Regions from separate parts of the Mus musculus genome. Here all the other regions are linked to region 3. A link is a contact called in public HiCAR-type, capture Hi-C and promoter capture Hi-C data. All regions are on one chromosome and are shown on one strand. The core of a region is the stretch at or near the end of the contact, and the rest is flanking DNA. Distances in the headings are between cores, read along the strand shown.

Region 1 (4,859 bases), core at 1,013-3,512, 2.1 Mb before region 3:
TTTTACCATGTAAGCATGAGGACCTGAGTTCAGATCTCCATCCAGCGCAGCAATGCTTATCTAAATTCCAGTGCTGGAGAGGCAGATTCAGAAGGCATTTCTTGGTCTGTCAATCCATATATTTGAGCTCCAGTTTTAGTGAAAAACTATCAAAAAAATACAGTGAGCTGGGTGTGTTGGGGTGTACCACCTTTAATCCTAGCACTCCAGAGGCAGAGGCGAGTGAATCTCTTGTGTTTGAGGCCAGCCTGGTCCACAGCAGGAATTCCAGGACAGCTGAGGCTACAGACGCTCTCAGAAAAATGAGTGAACTACAAATGAGCAAGGTACCTTGACCTCTGGCCTCCACAAACATGCTACACTTTCACACATAACCTATAAAAGAAATACAGTACTTGAATGCTCACAAAATCTCATTCTTCACAATACTAGAAACCATGTTTTTATTAAGCAAGTTTCTTGATAGTAGATTTTGGTATCTGTGCATCATAAAGGATCTGGCCAAATTTTTAGGATAATCCAGGGCAAGAGTATCTCAACTAGAAACAAGTTGGAGCCTTGTCAAACCTTCCAAAACGAAGTGGGACTCGGATCTCCCGCCTAGAGCAACTTCCCGCTCCACTTTCATTCACCCCTTGTCTGCTCTGGCTCCTCCCTTTGCCACGCCTCCATCCATGGATACCTCTGACCCTAGCATTTGGAAAAGCAGGAGGACCAGTAATTCTAGACCAGTCTGTACTCCATGAGACTTGTCCAAAAAAGTGAAAACAAAAACAAACAAAAAACCTGGCTCAGATTAAGTTTGCTGGGCTTGCAAAGCAAGGCAAAGAGAAAACATGCTGCAAACAGATGTCAGATATGACAGCACTTTCCAACCAGTTAAGTTGTTTTAATGTTAGGAGCTTGAGTATTTTTAGGGGATAGAAGAGTCTGTTTATGCTCAAAGCTGGTTTATCTAGCCACCTGAAGATCTCAAAAACTCATTTGACACACCTATGAACCATCCTCAGCAAGGCAGTGAAGCTTTGAGCTCAGGCACTTCTATTGAAACTAACAAATATTGTTTCTTTAATCACATGTCGCTTATCCAGGGCCACTACTTTAACACTGCCCTGTTATTTCCTTCACTACTGTAGTCTGCTACAATCGGAACATCAGTTTTTAGTACATAATTATCCTTAATGTATTTAAGTGTCCTTCTCTTCCATTTTCTAAGTGTTTTTCAGCCAGGGTCGTCCCCTTTTCAAAATTTTAACCATTGCCCTTACATTTTTATAATCTGAACTCAATCCCTTCATTATTCCATTTCATTGCCCTCTAATGCTTTCTTTAACTGTGGCAGATCTTCCTAAAATCTTAACTGTTCTCTAAGTCACTACTTAACTGTTGATGCATTATTTCTATTCTCCTTTGTTGACCTGGAGGCTTCAGGTGTGCTAAGTACATATTCGTTACCCGGGCCAAGAAAAAGTATTTATGTCAAGTGTGGTGGCACTTGCCTTTAATCGCAGCACTCCAGGCAGAGGCACTAGGGTCTCTTATCAGTGTCAGGCCAGCCTGGTCTACATAGTAAGTTCCAGAACAGCCAGGATTATGTAGAGAAACCCTGTCTCAATTCCCCACTCTACCTACTCCACAGCCAAAAAAGGCATACTATCTAGGATTGTCAGCCCTCTATTTTGCTATTATAAAAATCATCTAATCATTCTCACATTCACAAAAGGTTTAAGCTCCTGGTTTACAATCTGAATTCCTTCTCCATGGCCTTGTCAACCGTTATTAGCTCCTAGTGTTATTTGGCTTTGCCACTTTGACCTCAGGGATCTCACAATTTTGCTTACATAAAATTGTATAGAGATTTGCAGTTTTTGCGACCCCTATATTTGTAACCAGTGTGTTTGCCTGTTTGATAACCCAAGTTGTCTGGTTTTAGCCATAAAAATTCCCAAAGCCCTGGAGAAATGCTATCATTTAAGTATTAGGACAGCGTCCCACGTGGTTACAAAGTAACTTAAAGATCCGCAGTCCCTGCCTCAGAATAGTCCATGTTTGCTCTACCCTGACGATCGCCTGGAGTACGAGATAGCCCAGTCCGCGCTTGTCAAACCTTCCAAAACGAAGTGGGACTCGGACCTCCCGCCTAGAGCAACTTCCCGCTCCACTTTCATTCACCCCTTGTCTGCTCTGGCTCCTCCCTTTGCCACGCCTCCATCCATTCTCGCGAGACTTGATGATTCCCTTGCGCCGGCATTTATCGCGAGGCTGTAGGCAGGGCCGGGCCCGACATGGCGGAAGGTAGGTTTTTTGTGGGGTGGCACGGGAAGACGCGAAGCAATAGGGGTACCACTGGCCGGGCACAGAAGCCCCTGGAAGGGTTGTCCGGCTGTGGTCGTACGGTGCATCACGTGTCTCGCGAGCCTTCCTATGTAGCGTTTCGGGGCTCCCCGGGCCGGGGTTCTCAGCGCCGTTCCTATGGCAACGCCCCTCCTGCAGTCTGTCTTCACTCGTCACCCCCCGCCCCCAACCCCGATCCCGGTAGTCTCAGAACGAGAAAGGGGTCGGGTCCTGGGAGCGAATGCACCCGCGGGACTCGAGAAAGCTGTAGAGGAGCTTCTTGTGCCAGCCATGCTGGAACGGGGAGGGAAGTGCCCCTCTCCTTAGGAAATCGAAACTGCTGTCATGGCAGGTCCTGCATCCGGAAGGGTGCATCTCTTGCCTGCGGAAGAGCTTGGGACTCTTCCTTGGAAGAGCCGGGACTGCAGCTGGACGACGGGCTTCTTGGGCGTGCGCTGTAATAGTCTTTAAGCTTTTTGGCAGCCCTAGCAAATGTGGGCACGCTCAGATTCTCTGAGGTTTACAAAGGGGCAAAAGGAGATGTTTCCTCAGTAAGGAAGTTGACCAAGGTCACACTGCTTGAAAGAGGTGTGCTAAAGCCAGGCTTCGGTTCCTTTACCTCCTGCTTTAGTCCTTCGTCTCTTTTTTAGTACTTTACGACATTGCAGGTAAAGGCATCCGGTTTCTCAGGTGCAGCCTCCCTTAAGGAATAATGTTAGGATCTTTGCTTGCCATAGCTTTACTGTATGAGTTGGGGTGAAAGCCCTGAGATAGTGAGTTACCTAGTAGTGATCAGACAATATTAGACCTGGCCGGTGTGCTTCTCCTGTGTACCCCATTGTTGGAGAAAAATACTTCTTGTTGGACTTTGTTGAGTGGCTGAAGATTTACTTGATCTAGACCTGGCCTATTTTGTTTTTGTCTTTTGTTTGTATTTTTTGGTAAGTGTTGATTAAACTCATCATTTCTTGATCTGAGATTTGGGTAGTGTGACAGTTTGTGTAGTCTTCTCAGATTTGAATTAGGTTTAAGAGTGACACGAAGTAGGCCTGCCAGGTGTGTTATTTGCCCTTTATAGTTAAGTGAACTGAGGCCAGATTCATGGCTGGGACTGGATTCTGTTTTCATTTTTACTTTTTCTATCTGTTAAACACCTTGGAGGTGGTGAACATTGTCCAACAGAGGAGGAGAAAGCGAAGTGACTGAAAGTGCTGGGTGTGGTGATGTATGCCTGCCTGCTTGTAGTTCCTTCATTCAGCACTTGGAAGGATCTGGAATTTAGGGTCATTCACAGCCTACCTGGAGTGCATGAAACCCTGTTCAAAAAATGAACTAGATGATTTTGCACACCACGGAATGTTGTGTACCTGTTGCTCAGCAGCGAGGTTTGGGAGGAAGGTTCAGGAAGGCACGATGTGAGATCGTGAGCAGTGTAGAGCCTTTAAGAAGGAATCTGCGTGTTGGGGAAATGCATGACCAAGTTTCAGGTCGTGGAGGAGGGAGTTTCTCAGTCCGTAGTTGTATTGAGAACTTAATTGTGTTTGTGCTCAGGTTCCAGTTGTGGGGAATTCATACAGGCCAAGGTTAGTACACTGCGTGTTTACTTTTGGTTGCCTTGAGGTGATTAGAAACATCTATCTAGCCAGAGGACAATACACCTTAAGGACAAACCAAACATTTTTCCAGGATTAATCGGATGGAGGGATGAGGTGATCGGGAGATGATAGTCTCTGACCTCAGTCTACCCTAGCTACACTCCAGATTCCTAAGTCCCAGTGAAGACTGTTGAAAATGATGTTGCAGAACTCAACTAGGAAAATTTGAGGAATGGCAAGAAAAACAAAATTACTAAAGATATTTTGTTTCTTATGTTGGCATGTGTTTTTGTTTGGTTTGGTTCTGCTGCTGCTTGTCAGAGCCAGCTGCTGTTCAGAGATAGTCATAAACAAAAATAGCAAATTTTTGTGGAATTAAATTTGAAGATTATTTGTCAGCATACTCTGGAAACGTTCCTGGTAATTGGCTGTTTGGTTCAGGTTTGGGAATTAGTGCTGAGGAATGGCAAGCAGGACCTGAGACACCATGCATTCCGGAAGTTGTCTGCCTTGGATAGGAAGCTTCCTTTTTCCTATGCCTGCTCACATGACTGAATACAGGCACTTAAGTCTACTCTAAAAGACTGTTTTCCTTCCTTTTAAATTTTTTTTGACACACAGTCTAGCTTTTAGCCCTAGTGGACCTGGAACTTGCTGGGTAAATGGGACTGGTTTGGAAGTCACAGAGACACTGCCTTCCGACGTCTCCCGAATTTGGGATTTAACAAAAGGGGTGTGCTACCATCCCAGCCTCTAAAAGGGATTTCTCTTTCCATTTTGTACACTATTTTGTACAACCTAATCTGTGTTTTCTTCATGCTCCACTGAGCCATTATAAGTTTCCCTGTGGCCTTCCTGTTTTCACTTTTCTCCTTCAGTTTACTCGCCCACAGCCTCTTTTCAGCTTTTCACATTCTCTTTAAAGCAAAC
Region 2 (4,624 bases), core at 480-2,979, 2.6 Mb before region 3:
AGTGCTAAGTGACAAGGTTAGACACCAAATTACATTAGAACTATAGTCTGAAACCAGTTGACTGGATCTTAGCTAGCCTGCATGAACAGAAGTGGTGTGTTCTGGCTTATATTACTTAGAGAGTAAGCTGGCTCCCATGAAGACAGTTGTTTGGTTCTGTTTGAAGGGAGTGAGGTAAGAATGGTAGCAGAAATAAATGCAATTCCTAAAATAATCTAAGTTACAGATGACAGTATCTTACATTAACTAAAAGCAGAAAGATTCAAAATATCATTTTCCATTCCCACACAGAGAAAACTGCTCAGTATCAGCACTTTGTATTTATGATAAAGTATACACAGATTTAGGATTATAAAAATTAAACTTACTTTAGATATTTGGCATATTCTGGTTCTTTCCAGTAAAGCAAATACTTAAGATAATTAACAAAAGCTTTGTCTTTGAAGTAACCTCTTTGGGCAAGAACTGAAAGACACAAAGAAACAATCCGTATGTCAACCAACCGCTGGACTACTGATTAGTAATCTCTAAAACAAAGTAGCTCTTAACATCCCTACCAACAGAACACAAGGAATTAAAAACACAAGCCTTTGTTTGCCCAGTTAACTTACAGACCAGAACAAATAAAATCCCATTCAAACACATCGAAGTAATAAATAGTATTACAAACTGCATCTCTTCTCAGAAATTAAGAGCTAGTTGCTTAAGTTAGTGATGTACTTAACTTACAATTAAGGTAGTTTGGGTTGGCTAAACATTGCACAAATTCCAACTCCAACTGAAACCGAAGCCGATTTCCAGCATCATCTAGGAGAAAAGACAAATATCAAAGTGCAGAAGAGACTTTCTTAGAAATTAAAGATATATGTATATGCGTGTGTGTATATATGTGTGTGTGTGTGTGTGTATATATATATATATATATATATATATATATATATATTCACTAAGTAATGAGGCCCTGTTTCCAAAACAAAAATAGTAAAACAAAAAATAGTAAAGAAATCCTTTAAAGTTAATTGAGGAAAAAATAAGTTGAATGGGAATTTACCACCTGCAGGCCACTTTGTTAGCGGAGATCACTGGACAGTCTGTAATAGCTGTGCGGTTCCCTAAGTTGTTATAACCACAACTATCAACTGTGATTACGTTAAGCAAAATCAATGTGCTACACAAAACCGAAGCATGATGCAAAGTGATTAAACAATGGAGAGAAGGCGGTGTCCGCATTAGAATACACAGGTTATCGATATTTCGGGCAAGTTCTTGGGAGTACCTTCAGCACAGACAGTGGAAGGTCTCAGTCCTCTCCCACGGCCCTGCACGGCCCCAAGAGCCAGGGTTGGAGTAGGGGTTTGAGCAACCCAGGAGCAAAGATGTTTTCACAGACCATAGTCTGAGAAGCAGCACAGCCTTCTCCTCCGCCGGTCCCAACTCTAAGGATGCCAAGTTGAACCCGAAAGACAGCGCAGGAAAAGGGAAAAGGGAGGGAATTTCGGGGCGTAGGACCATTCCCTTGGGGTGAAGACTCGGGGTGCAAGTCACAACGTACCTGTCTCCATAGCGACGGCCGCGGCCATAACAATCAGAGTGAGGCGAACACCACCAGCCCCGACCGAACCGCGACTTCGATTGGTGAGAATCCGGAAGCCACGGCTCCTACTTCCGGTCGCGGGGCAGAGTGGGACACGAGGGCGGGGACAACCTCACTTATGGGAAAATTAGCCCCACCTATCTGTGCAGACCCGGCCGGCTGCGCGCGCAGATATCGAGCGGGGCGTGCCGGAGGACTTCTCATTTTTTAGGTCTCAGAGTCCTGCTACCTACCCCGACGTAATACACCACCCTGACGTCACCTTTCCCTGTGTGACGTGACGCAGAGCATGATCCTTGGGCCTCTTTGTCCCACCTGACCAAGGTGTATGGGCAGGATGGCCTCGCCCCTTAGGAGCAAGTCCTCCGCCCCGCGAGTGGAAAGCACCCGCCACAAGGAGACATCGACTGTCCGCGTGGAGACGTCGTCCCACCGCGAGGAAACGTCATCCCACCGCGTGGAGACGTCCTCCCGGCAGGTTCGAACGTCTTCCCGGCAGGTGGAGACCTCCCAGCGCCACCGAGAGGGGCCCTCCCTCACCCCCTCCACGAAGCGACTCCCTCAGTTCCTTGAGGTGTCCTCCCAGCACGTGGAAACCTCCTCGCAGTGCACGGAAACGTCCTCCCGCCACGTCAGGGCGTCGTCATCCCTGAGGGTGGAGACTACTGTGCACCGTGTTGAGAGCCCAGCCAGGCAGAGTGCCAGAATGGCTCGATGAAGTGCCAAAGGTCCTTAGCCAGGACTGAAGAGTTGCCAGCCAGCCATCTTCCAGGAGAACCGAGCATCTTTGGTTTCATGGAAAGAACCCATAAATCAGTGTAAGAAACAGGCTGTGGTTTCTGGGGGCTGTTAACATGTATTGACATTGCAGCACCTTAGACCATCCTGTTGTTGACCCCAGTGTGCTATTAACTTGAAGCCAGCACAGAAGGTTTCAGACTGGTAGTGCAGTATAAACCTGGCTGATGGACAATGAGATTCTTTGAGTCTCTACACCAGGTAAGTTTTATAGTCTTAGGTCACTCTAGGATGTGTTGACGACTTGAAATTTGCAAAGAGGGGCCAAACTTGTCATGATTCTTGACCGCTGGCCTGATCATATACCTGCTTGAAACCTACAGGGCAAGGTATCATCTTTCATACATTATTAATTGGCCTTTATTAATACTTATATTTCATTATACATTTTCTCATGTTGTCATACATAGTATTCCACCCACACTTAAAAAATTAAATCAGGGGGTATAGGAAAAAACAGGACAATTAATAAACAATCAATAAAACCATTAATAATCTTGGAAGGGAAAGTAAAGAAGAAGCCATGACACTTGGCCTGAGGCGTGAGATTGACAGGATGGTAACTGAGTATTACTGCATGCTAGGTAGTAGTTAGAGCATGGCAGCTAGAGCAGTGGAAAAGACTAGGATCTTCCTCTAATGAAGAGACATGCAACAAAGGGGAAAGTAAGACAACATGCTGTTGTATTCCCGCGAAGGAAAGGCTGTCTGTCTTGTGGTAGAGAGTAGGGAACTCTTTAGAGAATATGGTCAGGGAAAGCCTTGCTGATTACATTTGGTCCGAGATTTGTGTGAGTGGACAGTGAGCCATATCAGGATCTAGAGGGAAGTGCATTCTAGACAGAAGGGAAAGTCTACATTTTTTTTAAAAATCAAAGATGTTTATGTAAGAGAAAGATCAGTTAGTATATGAGAGCGTGGTATAAGGAAGAAAACAAAAAGGAGGAAGATGCCACTTCATATAGAGTCTTGGAAATCTTCTGGGATTACAGTAAAGAGCTTGAATTTTATTCTGAGATCATCAAAAGAATTTAGTGCAAGGGAGCAAAGTGCGTATTGCAGTTTACAGTTTAGAACTACCTCTCCATCGAAGTTGCATTGGTAACCGAGTTGGGAATGATTTTGTCTCCAGAAGTGTGTGTGTTTGGGGCAGCGTGGAAGGTGCTCCTGCTTGCCTCAAGTGCCTAGTAGCCAGGGATGCTGCTAACATCTTATGGTGCCCAGGTCAACACCCTGTCCCTCCTCCAACAAAGAATCGCTGTGCTGAGAAAGGCAAGTCATTGGTGAAGTTGAGAAACATTGAGGTTTCTAGCAACTTTGCTAGAGGGTGGTGCACTAAGCAAACCCCTGACTTCTGCATAGCAGAATTGCGGAAAAGCCTGAAAGACAGTCATGGAAGTGTGTTCAGAGCATCTTCCGGTGAGGAACAAAAGCAAGCGTTCTCAGAGGAAGAGGATGTGTTGCTCTGTAAGGAACCCTCTCTCTAGCCTGCTTTAATAATGCATGTGCTACTTGCCACTAGAACAGAAGGCTGCAGATGCTGATTCTGCAGGACTCCTCATGAGTCAGAGCACTTACTACTTCCAGGCACTAATTTAGTCCCAGGGAGTGTACTGGACTGTCCCCGCAGAATGGGGGCGCAGGTCAGAAGAAATGTCATAACTGCTAAAGATGTTGATGTTATAACTACCATCACTACCCCAAGGCTACCTGAATGCCTGTCTGCCTCACAGAACTGCTAGTATCAAAGAATTAGCTAATAGCAAAGAATTGTCAGTTTTTTCCAGTTTACTAATTCTTTTTAATATGGCCAACTGTGCCTTAAATAAACAGATAAAAAAACAAACAAAGCAGTTGCTTCTCTTTGTGTTCCTCATTATCTTCTTGTTGCAAAAGTGGTATGTGTCTAATGTAACAAAATAAATCAACATAACAGTTAATACGATATTATATTTCCTGTCCATTACTAGCCTGGAAATAATGTCAGAGATGTGTTTGTCTGTCCAGACCTTTCTCCATTAGTGACTGCTTCTGTTTCCTCTTTTAGTAGTATTTGGAAGACTGGCTGAATGTGACTCTGGGAAAGCCAGGCGCCTGCTTCTGGATCGTTGATGCTTCAGGAAGGGCGTGGGAAGGATCCTGGTAGATTCCCTGTGGTCCTGGTCTTATTTTTATCTAGGATTCTTCCTCCATATTTCACTTATTCATGTTCCAAGAGAGAGAGAGAGAGAG
Region 3 (4,295 bases), core at 131-2,630:
TAGACCAGGGTGGCCTGGAACTTGATAGACAGTATAGGATGAACTCATACTCCAGCTTCAATATCCCAAATGCTTGGATTTACAGGCCTATAACACCATACTTAGGGTTAAATGAAGGAAAAATTGGGGGTAGGGCAATTGGGGGGGTATTAGCATAGCTAATAAAGTAGCCAAGGTCAGTGTGGTCTTGGTCCTGTTCTGCTTGGTCTGCAAGGTGGAGGGAAGCAACTGGGCTCCCTGAAGACAACTGTTCCTTCTGCAGCACATAGCTTCGTCTATGCAGGTAATTGCCCTCAGTGAGTACAGAGGAGGCATTCCCGTCCTTTGAGGCCTAGCATTGCTCTATAAAAGTATTTCTTGATCAGTCCTACTGTTCCAGGAATTCCAGGTGACTGACACAGACAATCTGAAAACACCCTTTGGCCAATCTGGAACAGAACATCGTACAAAACTGACAACGAAATGCCTATTGGTGGGGAGGCAGAGGCATTTCTGAGTTCAGATTTCTGAGTTCAAGGCCAGCCTGGTCTACAAAGTGAGTGCCAGGACAGCCAGGGCTACACAGAGAAACCCTGTCTCGAGCAAACAAACAAACAAACAAACGCACGCCAGGATTTTATCCTTTTGCTTCGTGAGTCCAGATTCAATGCTTTTTTTAGCCAAATCAGTTTCTTTAAAAAAAAAAAATAGAATTTAAAAAGAGGTTTACCTTTATGTGTATGGCTGTTTGCCTCCATGTTTGTGCACCACGTGCACGTGTGCCTTCCAGAGGGCACTTAGGGACTAGAGTTACAGCTGGTTTCGAGTCACCATATTGGGGCTGGGACTCGAACCTGGGTCTTTTGTTAGGGTAGCCATTTCCCCGTCCCCTATCCCACCCAAAACAGTTTCTAAGTACCAGTTATTTACCCATCTCACAGGTTTATCTGTAACTACTGTGTCATCACACAGATTTGCTGTGCACTTAAGTGTTAATTGCCATCAAACCCATCTAGCCTTCCTATTTCCTGTCCAAGACTAGATTTAGTACTATTTAGTAAGGCTGGGGAGAGCTGAAGAAAGCTACATTCAAAACAAAGGAAAACAAACGTTTACAACTTGGTGGGGTAGCCCATCCCTGTAATCCCAGCACCCAGAAAGGCCAGGGGAGGAGGGTAGTTCCAAGTTCCTGGCCGGGCTCCATCACATAGCTGCATGCCAGCGGACTAGTGAGGTCTTCTCCATCCGCTAACCTAAGAAGACTCCCGGCCGACCACACCCCCAAACCTGGGTGAAAACTCACCGCCGTCTCCAAGTATCGCGATAGTTCCTTCTTTCTTTAGGCTAAGTCAAAAGTCTCGCGAGAGTAGTCTGTCCAGTCACGGCGCGGATTGGCTGCGCAAGATGGCGGCGCGCTTGGAGCGTAGCATCTGCGTTTCCAGGAGCTTGGCTGTGTGAGTGGTGTGGGCTTGGTGATTGCGGGCCTGTCCGCACTCCGTCCGCCTGCTCCATTGGCCTGCGAGGTGCGTGGTTCAAAAATCTCTTATCCGGTTGCGCACAAGGATCGCCTAAGAAGCGGCTCACCTGCTTTTCTCCTCCGGTTCTCGGATCCTTGGGGGCTTACCGCTGGGTCAGAAGCCGGGGACCCGGGCGGGTGTGCGCGAAGGCCGGCGGTAGGTGGGAGGAGCTGGAGGAGAGATGGCCTCGTCCCTCGCCTAGGCCAATGCTTAGAGAGCGCTGAAACCCAGGGGAAGAAGGTGTGGATGAGCCGGGGAAGTGGCGGAGGAGAAGTCAAGTTTGTGAGGTGGGGGCGTGAAGAGAAAACGGAAGTGTTGGGGTCTAGGTGGGAGACATCTGTTGAGTTTTCTGTTCCTCCTAAAAACTTAAAAAAAACAAACCCACAAAACAGTTTGTAGGTGTAGGTGTTTTGCCAGCCTGGACGTCTGTGCAGCACGTGCACAGTGCAGGCAGAGGCCAGAAGAGGGTTGTGTCATGGCACTAGGTGAGCAGCCATACGGGTGCTGGGAATCGAGCCCTGGTCCTTTGGAAGACCAGCTGGTGCTCTTGAACGCTGGTCTGTCTCTATTGCCTCCATAGTTTGACATCATAAAAGCCAAATTTAGAGTATCCTATAAGCTTCAGTTTTAGAAGAAATGATGTGTGAAGAGATAAAGGCCAAGAGAAACCCAGGAAACATGAAGTTTTAAAGAGGAAAGAAGGCTGGCCTAGAGGTCTTTTGGGTTTTGGACTCGCTCCGATGAGCCTTTTTTTGTTATTGTTGAGACTCAACTGGGCTGCCCATTCAGAAAGAGAATGCTGTGTGTGTCTCACACAGATGGAAAGTATTTCATAGTTATTTCCTTTATTTTCTTTGGTGTTGATGACTGAGCCCAGGCCTTGCACGTGCTAGACACATGCTCTGTCACTCGGAGCTAGATCTCCTGGTGACTTCATATTCTTCCCAGTCAACCAACAGTTGAGTGCCTCCCCTTACAGGCCCTATTTTGAGTATTGGGGTACAGCAGGGAACAAATATGTTCCCTCATGAAGTTTACTGGTAGGGAAGGTTTTTTTTTTAATTAAAGCAAATGTGTGGGGAATGCCAAGTGAGTAAATTTCAAAGACAGAAGGTGGGCGGGAGGCTGGAGAGATGGCTCAGTGGTTAAGAGCACTGACTCTTCTTCCTGAGGTCCTGAGTTCAATTCCCAGCACCCACATGGTGGCTCATGACCATCTGTAATGGGGTCTTATGCCCTCTTCTGCTGTGTCTGAAGACAGCTACAGTGTACTCATATACAAAAAATAAATAAAAGCTTAAAAAAAAGAAAAATAAAGTGTGCGTTCCAGTCACTGAATGTTTTAGTGACTTGCTCAAGAAGATATAAATAAGATGGCATTTGACCAAAGGCTTAAAGGTGGGGATATGTTCAGTGTCTGTACACTTCACTGGGGAGTGTAAGCCATGCCACCTGAGCGGCAGCAAGTGCCAGTCCAGTGTGGTGGTGCAAGCTGGAATCACAGCACTCAGAGGACATGGGATTCTAGACTACTAGCCTTGCCTACAGAGTGGGTTCCCAGTGAGCCTGGGCTACTGGAGACCTTGTCTAACAGCAAGAACAAAAAGACAAGTACAGCTAGTCCTGAGGCACTTGATTGGGCAATGGCTCTTAGGCCAGTGTGGGAGGAACAGAGTAAACTGGTGCTAGCAGACATTCACTTAACTTTGAGGAATGGGGTGGATAGGCAGATAGAAATCCAGAAGTTAGTCATCTCGGGTGTAGCAGTCCTTGATAGAGCACATGTGAGATACTGTGTTAAATTCCCAGTTGAAAAAAATTTTTTTAACAAAAGTTAAAGAATCAAACGGAGTGACTTTGTTGAGTATGTCTGTTATGACCTGAATGGATAGTGTAGAAAAATGAACGGAATTGGCCAAGGTTGTAATTGAACTTGGGTCACATGTTCAGAGTACGTGCCTGTAAACTCTGTCCTCTTTAATGTGCTGCAGAGTCCTAGTGCATCAGTATCTCTTGGACTTGTTAGAGAAGGGCCTACTTTTTGTCCGGCATTACATGGAAGAAAACCATTACCCTCTGATATTCTTGGGGCCTGGGGACTGCCCTTGGTTTATGCTTTTTACTCCTATGTCTGTAAGGGGCATTTGAATATTAGGGAATTAAAACTGCTATATAGTGAGCGTCTACCATTTTGTATGTGTGTGTGTGTAATCCTGGAGACTGAACCCAGGGCCTTGAGCATTGTGGGCAAGTGCTCTGCTAATAGCAATATCCCCTTAAGGGGTGGGCCAGCAAACTGGACTTACTTTGCTGCTATTTGTGTGTGTTTGTTTCTGAGGCAGGGTCTCGCATTGTAGCCAGACTGGCTGTGTAACCCAGACTTGTTACAAGCTTCTGCTGATCCTGCCTCTGCTTCTCCAGTACCGGTGTTACCAGCATGAGTGTTTTCCCCCAGCGCGGCCCCCCCTCCCCTGTGCTTTTGGCACTAAATATGCTGGTTTCCTCTTTATCTTTCTTACATCTCTTCTTCCCTCTCTTTAAAGATGGCTCTAAGCAAATCAATGCATGCAAGAAATAGATACAAGGACAAACCACCTGACTTCGCATATCTGGCATCTAAATATCCAGATTTTAAGCAGCATATTCAGATAAATCTGAATGGGAGAGTAAGGTAGGTAACTCCTTAGTTATTAATCTGTGTCATTCGAGTATGGTCTGGATGGATGTGATGTGGCAGGAGGCAAGCTGAAGTAGCAGAAGACCTGAATGTAGCCATATACATCTCATGAGAAGTCTCAC
Region 4 (4,552 bases), core at 1,695-4,194, 2.2 Mb before region 3:
CTTTCCCTAGTTGTTATCAAGGAAGCAACAAATAGGGTGAGACAGCTCAGTGGGTAAATGACTGCATCTGGCTCCTTGAGTTTCATCTCTGAAATCTGTGAGGTAGAAAGAAAGATTGACTCCTCGAAGTCGTTCTTTGACCTTTACAAATGCACTGTGGCACACATGCACGAGCATGCTACATAAAGAAAAAACAAATGCTGAGGATGGGTAGATGAGTTAGAAACCCTTATCCTGCTAGAACGTAAATTAGTGCAGTCACTGTGGAAGTCAGTTGGAAAGTTTCTAAAAAACAAACCTAGAGCACACACCTTTTAACTCCAGCACTCAGGAGGCAGACGATGGTGGATCTCGGTGTGTTTAAGGCCAGTCTGGTCTATACAGTGAGTGCAGAAACAGCCAAGGATATGTAGAAAGACCTTGTCTCAAAACAAACAAATATACAAATCAAAAATAAACCTAAAAATAAAGGGGGGAAAGATGGCATGGTAGTTAAAGGACCTGAGTTTGATTAACAGAATCTACAAGGTAGCTCACAACCACCTGTGCCTCCATTTCCTAAGGGATCTTTTTACTGACTTCCAGAGACAGGGCACACTCATGGTGCATATACATCCACAAAGATACTCACTTATCCATAATTTAAAAATAAATCATTAGAAAAGAAAAAGTTACTTGAAAGAAAATGGATGGACCTAGACAGCATCTTGCTAAATGAAATAAGTCAGACTCAAAGACAAATGAGTGTTTTCTTTCTCACATGTGGAATCTTAGTTTCAATAAAATTAAGAGCTGAAAGTAGAATGGAATGATTTTTTGGAAGAGGAAGGGAACCAGTGGGAAAGCGATGTGGAACAAGAAGGTAATTAAGAATCTGTGTGAACACGAGCAAAGTGCATATACAAAAAATGTCTTAGTGAAGCTCATTGCTACATAATGAATGTATTTAAAAACAAAAATACAGGGGCTGGAGAAATGGCCAAGGATTAAGAAAATTTCTTTCGGGGCTGGAGAGATGGCTCAGTGGTTAAGAGCACTGACTGCTCTTCCAAAGGTCCTGAGTTCAATTCCCAGCAACCACATAGTGGCTCACAACCATTTGTAATGAGATCTGACACTCTCTTCTGGAGTGTCTGAAGACAGTTACAGTGTACTCACATATAATAAAAATAAATAAATCTTAAAAAAAAAAAGAAAATTTCTTTCAGAGGACACATAGGATAGGATGGTTTCCAGCAATCGTGTAGTAAGTAGCATAAGACCCTCTGCAGGTCCAATTCTAGAGCATCTGATGTCCTCTTCCAGATTTTGGGTACCAGGCATACACATGGTACACATAAATTCACCCCGGCTCATATATATACCCATTAAAACAAAATCCTTAAAAACAAACCCACAGAGGGATATGGTGGGGCATGGTTTTAGTTCCAATCCAGACAGAGGCAGGCAGATCTCTTGAGTTCGAACCTGCAACCTGGTCTGCAGAGGGGTTCCAGGACAGCTAGGGCTATACAGAGAAACTCTGTCTCAAAAAACCAAAACCAACCAACCAAAACAAACAAACAAACAAGCAAAACAACTACAAAAAACCAACCCCTCCCCTATCCCAACCATAAAGCTGGATTAGTCCCTAGGTGGGCAGTATTTCAAAATGGCAGATTCACTCAATGTTTGTTTCTTTGGTCTGGTGGGACAGTGCTAGGGAGGTAAGCCAGGGCCTTGTGCCTGCTTGCCCAGTAATTTTTATTACATGCCTAACGGAATCTGCTCCTCTTGTTCACTTTACTTGGAGTTCACAGAAGCTTCATGCTTTTGTGGGTAGAAATGGACCTGATTTCCTATGCACAGTTTTTGTTTTCTACAGTCCAGGTACAGGGAAGTAGGGATTGAACAAACACTTATTGAAAGAACAAGCAAGGGGCTGGAGAGATGGCTTAGCGGTTAAGAACACTGGCTGATTTCCCAAAGGTCCTGAGTTCAATTCTCAGCAACATGGTGGCTCACAACCATCAGTAATGGGATCCTATGACCTCTCTTGGTGTGTCTGAAGAGAACAACAGTGTAGTCATATACATAAGTAAATAAATCTTTAAAAGAAAGAAAGAAGAAACAAAATTGAGTGTCAATGTTACTTTTCCCCCTTCCCTTTTTTGTTTCTTTATTGCTACAGTGTTGACAAAGCACTCAACTGGGAAATGGGCAAGGAGGTTGGATAAGGTTGACTTTTCCTAATCTCGGCTTTCACACTTGGACTTTACATAGTAGGTGCCTTTTCTAGAGGAGTCTGATCTATTATGGATCCTCATCCCCAGACGGAGATTGGGTATCACTGTGCAGCGAAGGGGACCTGGGTCTTCTAATCCTCAGCCTCAAGTGTTGAGATTACAGGAGAATACCACCTGAATCCGAACCATTTATCAGGTTGTGCTAATCACAACTCTGCACTTTACTCAGTCTTACTATTTACTTAAACGTTTTCTGCTATGAGACTCATAACATTTTTATTTCAAGGACCATTCTGTGCATTCTTTATGAATTATCACCATGCACTCTATTTTGCGGCTGCTTAAAATGGTGCACACCAGTACTAAATTCGGCTTTGTAACAATGACTAATTCGCACACCTCCGATGTAGTGTTGGATGGCTGCTGGGTCCTCGCCAACATCTACCACTTCTGGTCCCATCACGCTTAGACCTCCTGCTTATACCGGGAGGCAGCGTCCTGACCCTCCGCGACCTCTTTGTCATGGCGTCCGCGGGGCGTCTACCAGCCGACGCTTCCGCAGCTGGGCGGGCGTGGACCTTCCCAAGATGGCGGGGCTGAGCCCACTGCGCGCGGTGGGCGGGGTTCCACCGCCGGAGGCGGGGCAGCAGGGCCGAGGGGTCGGGCTAGCAGGAGTGCTGCTTCTGAAGGAGGCAGGCTCAGCGCGCTTGCGCGGAGCGGCCCTGCGCGCAGTGAGGCAGTGGCGGGGGAAGGCACCGGTGGGGCCGACGGGCGGGCAGAGGAGGGAAGCGGGCGAGCGAAGTCCCAGTGCGCGCCGCGGCGGCCCGGGTACCCTCCCCTTCCGGGCGTGAGGCGCTGAGCGAGGAAAGCCGAGCGGAGCGGACTCGCATAGGCGGCGAGGTGCTTCTCGGGTCTCCCAAGACCGGCCTCCCCGCGGCTTCGGCGCTCCGGTCCGGGTTCCTCAACACACATCTAGCTCCAGGCACCGGCAGAGCTTGTCGCCAGTCCGTCGAAGTCCCGGTGGCGGCCCGGGCTCTCGGTGGGGAGGATGACGGAGCTGCAGTCGGCGCTGCTACTGCGAAGACAGCTGGCAGGTGAGCGGCGGGGCGCCGGGCCGCGATCGCGGACTGCCGAGCCACTCGCCTCCTCTCGCCCGCTCGGAGGCTGGGTGGTGGCGGGCCGCGAGGGTGGGAGCCCGCGAGTCGCGGCGAGCTGGCGACACTCCTGGCCCGGCTGTGGAGGGTGTTGGGGGCGGGGACGCTCCCCAGCCTCGCCCTCGGACGGGCCGGACGCCCTGGGCGGCTGCCCCCTCCCCCACGGCACTGGGGCGTTGCGGGGGAGGGGCGTGGGTCCCGGTCGGGCCGACCCTCCCTGAGGGGCGGATCCCGGGCTCAGGTGCGGCGGAGGCCGCGGAACCTCGGGGACCCCGGGAGCTTGCGGGGTCCCCGCGCGGCTGTGAGTCCGAGCCGTGTCGGGGGCCGGAGAGGGGAGGCGCGCCAAACTTCTGGCCCGGCAGCGCGGGGTTCGCGGAGTTAGGGCAGACAACAAAAGCGACGGCGGGGCTGGCCCGGGTGCTGACGCGGGGCACCGGGGGGCTCGGCGGGGAGCGCGACTCCGCTTCGCCTGCCTCCGCCTGGCACGAGCTCGGGCTGCGCCGCCCGTCTGGGGGAGGGTGGGCGCGGGCGCTGGGGAGAGCGGCTCGCTGGCCGGCCCGGGCTTTGTGCTCCGTGGGCACGGCTCGGGCTCCTTCGCGCAGGCTCGCGGCCACCGGGCTGCGGCCCGCCTTAGGCTCTGGCCAGGGGCGGCGGCTCAGTGCCTCCCCCGTGGAGTCTCTGTCCCCCTCCCCCATTGTCCCGGCCTCTGGCCGTTTGCGGCTTCCAGGTTGACTTTTTAGGGGGTTGGCTCCTACTCTGCTAGGACTGTGTGAGCGGAGCATGCGCGCTGGAGGCGTACGTGTGCGGAGTGGAAGGGGGGGAGGGAGGAGGCGGGTTGGTGCCTTCACAATGCCGCCCCACGTGCTGCCAGATTTAAAGAGAAATGAACCGGTAGTTAGCCCTGCTGTCCTACGCCAAGCGTGTGCCTGGCTTGGTTCAGGCGACTTCACCCCTCCTCAACCTGTAGCCAGTCCTCTCCCCCCACCCCCCTTTTAAACTTTCTGAAAGCCGGAATGTTGATAAATGAAATAGATTTCTATGAGTTTGAGGTGTCAGCTAAATCACCTTTATGACTTCTTAAGGAAAAGGTCGACAGGGGCTGTTACAGATTGTATAATTAGGTTTATTATTAGACCATGAGCTAACAGGTTTGGACAAGTATTAAAATTCTAG
Region 5 (4,582 bases), core at 2,072-4,571, 2.2 Mb before region 3:
GACTGATGAGCCTCCGGACTCTATCCCAAATACTAGGATTACAGGCGTGTGCCACCACGCTGGTTTTATGGGGGTGCTGGGGAGGGAACCCAGGGCTCCAGGTATGCTGAACAAGCACTGAGTTACACCCTCAGTCGTTTTTCATCTTTTAATGACACCAGATGGTGTAGTCATTGGAGAAAAAGGAAAATATGCAACATGAGTTAGCAAGAAAAACAGCTACTTCAAAGTCCTCTGAGTGCACTCATTTCCCATTTTTAGAAAAGAGTCCCCTTGACCTGTATCCTGTGTCCTCGTCAACCTTGTGGGTAGTAGCCCAAGGGCAAGGGTGAATGAAGCCAGTCTCTTATCTCCCAGTCTCTACAGCTCTGGTATTTCTGAGTGTTGTTTCCACAGGAGAATCTTAACTGCCACATCACTACCTGGCCCTAAGAGTCCCACATGGTTTCACTTCTCCAAGTCTCCATTCCCACAGTGACCACAGCCAATGGAAGTCCCAAGGGGGAAGTGATGTGGCAGGCAGGTCTCAGGGTCTGACAGCCCCGCTGGGGCCCCCAGGGCAGAACAAGAGCTAAGGTATGGCTAAGGCTCGGAAGGCTGCACAGTAACACCTCCTGGTAGCCCTGTGCCTTTCTCCCCTCCCATTCCTCCATGCCCCTCATCCCATACTCAGGTTCTGGCCTCCTCACCTTCAGCCTGGTCCCCTTTGGCAGCCTCTGAAATGACCTCCCCAGCCCATCTTGCATCTTTCAAGGTCCCAAATCCTATTATGTTCTCCTACTTAAGGTTTTCTCCCACATGGTTCCCCATTGCCTGGACCAGAAATTACAAGCTCCCCAGGCTGGCATTCAAAAAGCCTGTGATCTTGGACCAAACGCCCTCTGGGGGATTGTTTCCCCGCTTTCTCCCCACTACCCCTTGACTCCTCTGATCAGTACTGCCTTGATTGACATGTCTCTGATCCCCACCCTTAGGCCCGGGTCAAACGCTTCCCATGTATGAATTCTGAAGTCATTCATCCTCAGGGCTGCCCTGCTGGCACCTACCCCACTCTGTCTCACTTCAGACCAAGCTGGGCACATGGTCTGTGCCCCTCTGAGTTGCTCAAAGATACAGCCCTGCTCTGATAATGTCTGCAGACCCCAGACTCCCATTCATTCTACAGAGGTTCCCAGCTACTCTAAATACATAGCTGATGGCCCAACATTGGGGCTTTGGTCATGGCCAGCAGTGGCAGTTACTCACCTAGGCTTCCCAGCCTGCCTGACTCCATTCATCTGCACCATTCCCTGCCTCTCTGCCTTGCATGGTCGTTATTGGTAAACAATTCTCTGAGCCCTGTAAGTCAGTTGCCCCTGCAGTAGGAACCACACATCTGAGTTTCTCCTAGGTCCTACCAGAGGCACATTCTCTCAGTGCTCCCACTCACAGTGCTCCCGCTCTCAGTATTCCTGCTCTCAGTACTCCTACTCTCAGTACTCCTGCTCTCAGTGCTCCTGCTCAAAGTACTCCTGATCTCAGTGCTCCTGCTCAGAGTGCTCCCACTCACAGTACTCCTGCTCTCAGTACTTTTGCTCTCAGTGTCTGCTCTCAGTACTTTTGCTCTCAGTGCTCCTGCTCTCAGTATTCCTGCTCTCAGTGCTCCTGCTCTCAGTACTCCCACTCTCAGTGCTCCCACTCACAGTGTTCCTGCTCTCAGTACTCTTGCTCTCAGTACTCCTACTCTCAGTACTCCCACTCTCAGTGTTCCCACCACAGTGTTCCTGCTCTCAGTACTTTTGCTCTCAGTGCTCCTGTTCTCAGTGCTCAAGCTGGAACAAGTGGATGATGAAAGAACAGCTAGGCATGCTGTCGCACCTGTAACCTCAGCACTTAGGAGACAGAGGGCAAGAGGATTGGGAGTTCAAGATCATTTTCAACTGCATAGTGAATTCAAAAGCAACCTGATCTTACTTAAGACCTTGTCTCAAAAACAAACAAACAAAGAAAAGAGGCTGGGTGGTTTCACCCCAGTAAGTGATCTGCAGCCTCTCCTGAATGGTCCCAAGCCAGAACAGGGCACAATGTGTGTGGGGGCAGCGGTGTGAGTGGGTGGATGGGACTGTGCTCTGCAGCAAAGGCGTTGGGTTCAGGATGGAGCTGCAGGCAAGGTTACGGAGGGCAGAGCAGCCCTCTACATCAGTTATTAGAGTGCTTATCCAGCATGCACAAAGACCCTGGGTTCAATCCCTAGAACTTCATAAAGCATTGTGGTGGCAAGCCTGTAATCCCGGCCCTAAGAAGGTGAAGGCAAGCATATCAGCAGTTCATGATTATTCTCAGTTACATAGCGAGTTTGAATCTAGCCTGAGCTCCATGAGGCCCTGCCTCAAAAAAGAAATGAAGGCTGACAAGATGGCTTAGCCTGTGAAGGCGCTTGCTGAACAAGCTTGGAAACCTTAGTTCAATATCTGAAGCTCAAATAAAAGTGAAGGAGCATGCACACACAGGCACACACACATACACACACATGTGTGCACGCACATGCATACACACTCTGTCTTTTTAAAGAAAGGGCTGAATATAAACTGATGAAGGAATGAATGGGTGACTAGATGAGAAAAGACAAGTGGAGCCCAGACACAAAGGAGTGCGTAAGTGAGAGACAGAACACAGAAGCAGGTTGTACCCTGTTTCCAATAAGAAGAAAGGCAAACTGTGCAAGGTAGGCCAGCAGCCGGCTGCCCCAGAAACAGTGCAGGCAGAGCCATTCTCACTTGGGAGCTTGGCCAAGCTGCTCTGCCCTCCGTAACCTTGCCTGCAGCTCCATCCTGAACGCAAGCAACGCCTTTGCTGCAGAGCACAGTCCCATCTACCCACTAACACCCCTGTCCCCACACACATTGTGCCCTGTTCTGGCTTGGAACCATTCAGGAGAGGCTGCAGACCACTTGCTGGGGTGAAACCACCAGAGCTGTGCTCCTAGAGAGGTACGAGGGCTTGGAAGAAGAAGGCCACCAAGGATACACAGTTGTGGGCTTTTAGAAGGGGGGTATCTGAAGATACTGCCCCACGCTACCCCTCCCATGCTCACCTGGGATGATGAACCAGTTCATGTAATTCAGAAGGTTGATGTAACAGAGAACAGCTGCAGCCAAGTAAGCTCTCCAGCGGGGCAGGCTCCAGGGGACGGGTGTGGAGGGAGGCAGACACGTACCTGAAGCCAAGGCCCCATACTGCCCACCTTGGCTCAGGCTCTGGCTCTGTGGCCCTCCTGTCTGAGGTTTGAGACACTCTGTGGACATCCCCTCAGCAGTGCTAACTGCAACTTCTCTGTCAGAACGGGTGCCGAACAAAGCTACATCAGCTTGCCACCAAGTCACTTCCTGTGGGCTCCCAGCCTCTCAACCTCAACAGGCTGCCCCTTTAACTGCCAGACACCTTATCATCGCAGGTTCCTGCTGAGCACAGCGCAGCCACACTGGTGGGATTTCATCACTCTAGGCCTCTTAGCCCTGCTGGGGTAAGACGCCATGCACTGGTGATTGGATAACTCTGTGGTCCCTCAATCTAGCCTATGGCTGCAGCAGGGGCAGTGAGGAAGAGACGCTCCTAGGACAGGAAATGAGAGGAGTGTCCCCAAGCCTTGCTCACTGCAAACTGCCCTGCCTGTGCAGAAGATGGGCCGTTAGCACAGCCATGAACCAGGTTAGATACAGGAGGGTAGGTGTTGACCAGGATGGTAAGGAAATTGCACAGAGGAACAAGATAACAGAGATATCTGAAGACATAGAGACAAGCTTATGTAAAACTAACCCATGGGGGCTGGCAAGATGGCTCAGCCTGTGAAAGTACCTGCCACCAGGCCTGCTTGACATATGTTTGATCCCCAGAGCCCATATGGTGGAAGGGGAGAACTGCACAAAGTTGTCTTCTGACCTCCAAACATAACATACACCAAGGCACACAAGTGCACGTGCAGGTACAGGAGTACTCTCTGCTCTGTCTCTGTCTGTCTGTCTGTCTGTCTGTCTGTCTGTCTCTGTCTCTCTCTCTCTCTCACACACACACACACACTTTCACTCACATCCATACAGACACAGAATAAATAAATTTTATCAACAAGGAATAAGTCTAGGGAGATGTTCTCAGGGGAGCTGTAGAAATTGATTGCCAGTTGCAAGGGTAGAAAAAGTACAAATACACAAAGCCATCAGTGATGGCCCACACCTGTAATTCCAGCACTTGGGAGGTGGAGCTAAGACTATCAGGAGTTCAAGTTCACCATCCCTAGCTACATGGTGAGTTTAAAGCCAGCCTGGGCTACATGAGACCCTATCTCAAAACAAAACAACATTAAAAAAGAGTAACCATACAGGCCAATGAGATGGCTCAGCAGGTAAAGGCACTTGCTGTGTAAGGCTGACAGCCCAAGTTCAATCCCAATCCCAGGTAAAGATGGAAACTAACTCCACAAAGTTGTCCTCTGATCTCTATACATGTGTCATGGTACATGTGTCTCCACACACATCATGCACACGCACACAATATATTTTAAAAGTATTTAACAGCCAGGCATAATGGTCCATGCCCTTAATTCCAT
Region 6 (4,238 bases), core at 1,485-3,984, 2.5 Mb before region 3:
CAGGGCTAGACTATAAACCCCCAAGACACACTGCTCGTTAACCTGTTTTCTCTAGCGAGGCCCTACTCCCTGCAAGTTTCGTAAGCTCCTAAAACAGCACAGTCAGCTAAGGGAGCAGTATTCAGACAGAGGAGAATTCACATTCAAGTGGTAACCTATATCCTTGAAGGACCATGTTACTGATTGACAAGGTCTCTGTTTATACTTCTGGGGCTCAGTCATACAAATTGGCTCAGAATAAACCAATTCTTCTTTCAGAATGGTCAATAGAAACTAGTGTGATTTATTATTATTATTATTATCATTATCATTATTTCTTGCTTGCGCTCGACTGGCCAGGAAGAACGACGCTGCAACAGGATCCTTCTGCACACGTTTATTGGGAGAGCTTGATTGTAGAGGCGAAAAGACCCCAGCCCAGAACTGGTGCTGCTTTTATAGGCCTAGGAGAGGCGTGTCTCACACCCAGATTGGTTATGCACTACGCCTCATTTGCATGTTCCTCATTTGATTGGCTACTCTCTCTCTCTGTACCTCACAGAGCCTCATTATCATACCTCATTTGCATGTCTCACATCTGATTGGCTACTCTCTCTCTCTGTACCTCACAGAGCCTCATTATCATACCTCATTTGCATGTCTCACATCTGATTGGTTATACTCTCAAAGCCTCATTATCATGCCCGGGCCAGGCAGTGTCTTTGCAAAAAACTTTACTGCATATGTACACATTGGTTGTTTGTCCAAACTTATGCGTGGTGGCCAGCAGTAGTCAGTGCCACTCTGCAACGGCACATGTGGCTTCCCACAATTATTGTTTTCTTTCAGCCATGCTAAGGATTGACTCTAGGGCCTTGTGTAGGCTAAGCAAGTGCTGTACTACTAACAACTAACAGTTTACTTACAGGTAAAGAAGATACATTCTATAATGACAGGAGGAAGCATAGTATAGTTAAGTTCTCAAACCAATAGCATAGCTGCCTGTTACGATTATCAAATATGATACTCAATATTCAAAACATTTGTGTGTGTAGAGATCAAAGAACAACTCAGTGGAGTTGGTTCTTCCTTCCACCACGTGCATCCCGGGGATTAAACTCAAGCTGTCAGGTTTAATGGCAAGTGCCTTTATCCGCTGAGCCAGCCATATATGAAATGTGTGCTATATTTTTTCTTCATTTTTATTTGACATTTTAATGCATGTATGTAATGCAACTTGACCATGTTCCCGCACCTCTCTGCTTTCTTGCACCCTGCATTCATGCCAAGGGCACACAAGTGGAAGTGATTCACTGCTGTGTGTAGCATCACTGGGTGACAAGACTTCTGCAGTTCTTCAGGTGTAATCTTATATGGCTACTGTGCTATGTACAGTTGCACTGCTGACAGAAACATCATTATTCCGTACACGGCTGTATTTGTGAATGTATCAGTTGTCACTGAGATATACTTTGTGATGTGTGTGTGTGTGTGTGTGTGTCTGTGTGTGTGTGTGTGTGTGTGTGTGTGTGTGTGTGTGTGTGTTAGATCCTAACCCCAAAGCCTTATGCATGGTAGGCAAGTGCCATACCGCTACCTCTACTCCAAAACCCTTTGATCATTTTCATTTATCTAATGACGCCCTGTTTCTTCCTTGGAAGGGGGGTGGTGGTGGTGGAATGAACACAGGAAACCAGCAAATCGACTGACTTCCATCATTTTGCACTGTGATAATTTTGGACATGGGCTGCCTTTAACACAATTTGTTTTCTTTGAACCTCATGAGGTCAGCTAGCCTTGTTGGGTAACTGCCTGAGGCTGTGGCACCTCGCTGGAACAAACATATACTGACACAGCAGCAGTTTTGCATGCAAATTCTAGGAGCACCTGGACCTTAAAGTTGCCTGGGAGCTCCAGTGTAACCCGGTCAGCCAGGAGACAGTATCCAGAAGGCTGAGGTGACTCAAGCTCCCAATTGGTTATCTTGTCTGGATCTGAGCACAGCTCCTCCAGCTCCGTGCCTGTGGCAGAAGGGTCACACCTTGGACCACGTTACCTGGGAACTTCTGTGCAGGTTATTCAGCCCCTTGCTGCTCGATTTTACCAGTGAGCATGGGATAGCAAGACCTCCTCATGGTTTCTGTCATCTTGGCTTACATTATTGTTTGCCATTATTGTTTGCTTTGTTTTGTTTCCCAGCAGAGGACAACCTCAGGAGACACAACACAGTTATCCCTGGCCATTCCCAAGACTTGCCCCAAACCCTGTAGCCTGAGCATCCAGCACCCAGAACCCCCTGCTCAGTTCCTCACAGACTTTGTTTTCAAAGTCACCACAAACTGGAACCCACACAGGGGTACAGAGCTTGCAGGAGCTTCTTCTTCAGAGAGCAGACTCAAGCTTAGCATCTCAGGAGAGACCAGACAGAAACAGTAGGAGTCAGTCACAGGTTGAGAAGTGGGCAGGGACCCCATGGAAACAAAGCCAGTCAGGGAGGGAGGGGGAGAAAGGGAGGAATTGTTGTGCTGCCCAGAGGAAACCCGACAGCTAACGCCCACCCTGGAGGTCACAGTCACGGTAGCACAGAGGCTGCACAGGACAAGGGGCATGACAGAGGACTAGCCCATGCTGCAGAATGGCCTTCTGGGAGTGTCTAGCTGCCAGGATCTGGGAACCGCCCTGAGCTGAGAATTTTTGAAGTCTCCTCCCTGCCGCTGTGAGTCAGGCTGGGCAAACACTTTCAGTTTTGTTTTCCTGTGTGCAAAGAAACGAAACTCCACAGAAGCACTGCAGGAAGCTTGACCATGGAGGCTGACTTCCAAGTGTGCAGGAACTGGTAAGAAGGCATTTTCTCCAGGGCTGGCCAGACAGAGGGGCAGGGCAGAGCAAACAAATTCTGAAGTGATGGGGATGAAGTACAACACCAGAGGGCAAGCCGAAGGGGACTGGAACCTCTGGAGTGAAGAGGTTCCAAATCTCTAAGTAGAGTGCTCAGTGGTACCTCAATATCACTGTTCCCTCTTAGCTTGGGTATTTCAGGCTGGCTAGTTTTAGCCATGAAGTATGGAGGGACTGGTCCCTAGCAGGCTATTCCTGTCAGAGCTTAGATCCGTAGCAGGGGTGGGGGGCATCGTGGTCTTCCCACCCATCTGTGAGAGGACCCTTTGAGAGATGTTCCAGGGTTATTCCTGTCCTCCGCCTGACAAAGGAGCTGGGAGATAGAACATGGAGGGCTGAGCAGGAGGCAAGGACCACACCTCCAAGTAAAAAGAGCTGGTTCCTCAGCAGACCCCACCTGTTGCAGTAACTGGGGTAAAGCTCCACAGAGATCTTTGTTCCACTTCACCTTTCAGGATCTCTGGTCTATGGAGTATGGAGGCAGGCAAAACAGAGAGGGCAAACAGAGCAAAGGACGTCATTCTGTGCGGTTGTGGGGACAGCTGGATCAGGCTAACAGCAGTGAGGCCATGAACCAGATCACAGGGGCCTGAACAATTGGAGGCCATGAGCCAGATCACAGGGCCTGAACAATTGGTCCTTTAAGGATACAGCCTGTTTCCTTTCTCCCGAGCTGCCGTGAGCATGAGCAGATGGAATGGGTTGGCAGCGTTCCTGGTGATGAGCCTATCAGAGGAGGACACCCTGCCCTACAAGACTCCCCTGCATCTCAGATGCTCTCTGGGTAGCTGCAAGGGAGCCCAGGGACGGGAGACAGCGTGGTGGATGGACTTTTGCTCTTGAGAGTTGGGAAACCCTTGGAGGGTCTGAGGTGTGGTCAGGGCAGAGCTGCACTGCTGTGCTCCCTTGTTCTCGTGATGGCCTTTCTAGGAGATAACTGGAAAAGGATAGAACTTTACCTCCCCCAACCCTGTCTCTGTGGGGTGATGCTGAGGAGTCGTTCCAGGCACTGAGCCTAGGGCATTGCACAGAGCAGCCAAGCACTCTGAGCTGCGTTATCCCTGGCTCTGTTTTTCCCTTTCCTTTTGACACAGAGTATCACTAAGTTGCCTAGGCTGATCTTGAACTTACTCTATAAGCACAGATAAGCCTTAAACTAGCCATCTTCCTGACTCAGGCTCCTGAACCCCTGTGCCAACAGCCCTAGCTAACTTGTACATGTTTGAAATATACATCTTGATACACAGTACTTATTTGTGAAACCATCTTACAATCTAGGAAATGAAATCTATCATCAATCTTGAAAGTTGCCTGTTGCCCTGGTACCCTCTTCCTCCCCCTCTCCCAGGCACAGTGCCCTC

The links. Promoter capture Hi-C pulls out the DNA fragments that hold promoters and counts their contacts. HiCAR-type assays count read pairs that join an accessible place to other places. Capture Hi-C pulls out chosen DNA fragments and counts their contacts.
Region 1: a promoter capture Hi-C map of hippocampal neurons shows a contact between it and region 3, with 14 times the contacts expected there. The contact joins the promoter of Ankfy1 here to the promoter of Mettl16 in region 3. A contact is called at or near these places in 6 of 39 promoter capture datasets (the 3T3-L1 cell line, cranial neural crest, embryonic stem cells and 3 more), 2 of 115 datasets of contacts at active chromatin or transcription factors (embryonic stem cells and large pre-B cells) and 1 of 9 other capture datasets (embryonic stem cells).
Region 2: a contact with region 3 is called in a capture Hi-C map of embryonic stem cells, with 6 times the contacts expected there. The contact joins the promoter of 4930563E22Rik here to the promoter of Mettl16 in region 3. A contact is called at or near these places in 2 of 39 promoter capture datasets (liver and pre-B cells), 1 of 115 datasets of contacts at active chromatin or transcription factors (astrocytes) and 1 of 9 other capture datasets (embryonic stem cells).
Region 4: a HiCAR-type map of astrocytes shows a contact between it and region 3, with 4 times the contacts expected there. The contact joins the promoter of Ube2g1 here to the promoter of Mettl16 in region 3. A contact is called at or near these places in 1 of 115 datasets of contacts at active chromatin or transcription factors (astrocytes) and 2 of 9 other capture datasets (embryonic stem cells and macrophages).
Region 5: a contact with region 3 is called in a promoter capture Hi-C map of hippocampal neurons, with 6 times the contacts expected there. The contact joins the promoter of Spns3 here to the promoter of Mettl16 in region 3. A contact is called at or near these places in 2 of 39 promoter capture datasets (hippocampal neurons and pre-B cells).
Region 6: a promoter capture Hi-C map of liver shows a contact between it and region 3, with 5 times the contacts expected there. The contact joins the promoter of Xaf1 here to the promoter of Mettl16 in region 3. A contact is called at or near these places in 2 of 39 promoter capture datasets (hippocampal neurons and liver).

What each region holds. Positions count from the first base shown.
Region 1 is chr11:72,687,740-72,692,598 of GRCm38.p6, forward strand. It overlaps Ankfy1 (ankyrin repeat and FYVE domain containing 1), which reads left to right and starts at 2,263. Exons shown (of 25, transcript NM_009671.5): 1 at 2,263-2,295. The coding sequence starts at 2,286.
Region 2 is chr11:72,213,409-72,218,032 of GRCm38.p6, forward strand. It overlaps 4930563E22Rik (RIKEN cDNA 4930563E22 gene), which reads left to right and starts at 1,730. Exons shown (of 1, transcript NM_001163728.1): 1 at 1,730-4,624. The coding sequence starts at 1,923. The coding sequence ends at 2,312. Med31 (mediator complex subunit 31) reads right to left here and starts at 2,184. Exons shown (of 4, transcript NM_026068.2): 1 at 1,553-2,184; 2 at 730-807; 3 at 369-465. The coding sequence starts at 1,580.
Region 3 is chr11:74,769,483-74,773,777 of GRCm38.p6, forward strand. It overlaps Mettl16 (methyltransferase like 16), which reads left to right and starts at 1,381. Exons shown (of 10, transcript NM_026197.3): 1 at 1,381-1,502; 2 at 4,040-4,167. The coding sequence starts at 4,040.
Region 4 is chr11:72,604,317-72,608,868 of GRCm38.p6, forward strand. It overlaps Ube2g1 (ubiquitin-conjugating enzyme E2G 1), which reads left to right and starts at 2,945. Exons shown (of 6, transcript NM_025985.4): 1 at 2,945-3,319. The coding sequence starts at 3,274. Gm51906 (a long non-coding RNA gene) reads right to left here and starts at 2,847. Exons shown (of 4, transcript XR_003949712.1): 1 at 2,625-2,847.
Region 5 is chr11:72,546,925-72,551,506 of GRCm38.p6, forward strand. Spns3 (spinster homolog 3) reads right to left here and starts at 3,322. Exons shown (of 12, transcript NM_029932.3): 1 at 3,074-3,322. The coding sequence starts at 3,284.
Region 6 is chr11:72,298,895-72,303,132 of GRCm38.p6, forward strand. Xaf1 (XIAP associated factor 1) reads left to right here and starts at 2,735. Exons shown (of 6, transcript NM_001037713.4): 1 at 2,735-2,815. The coding sequence starts at 2,784.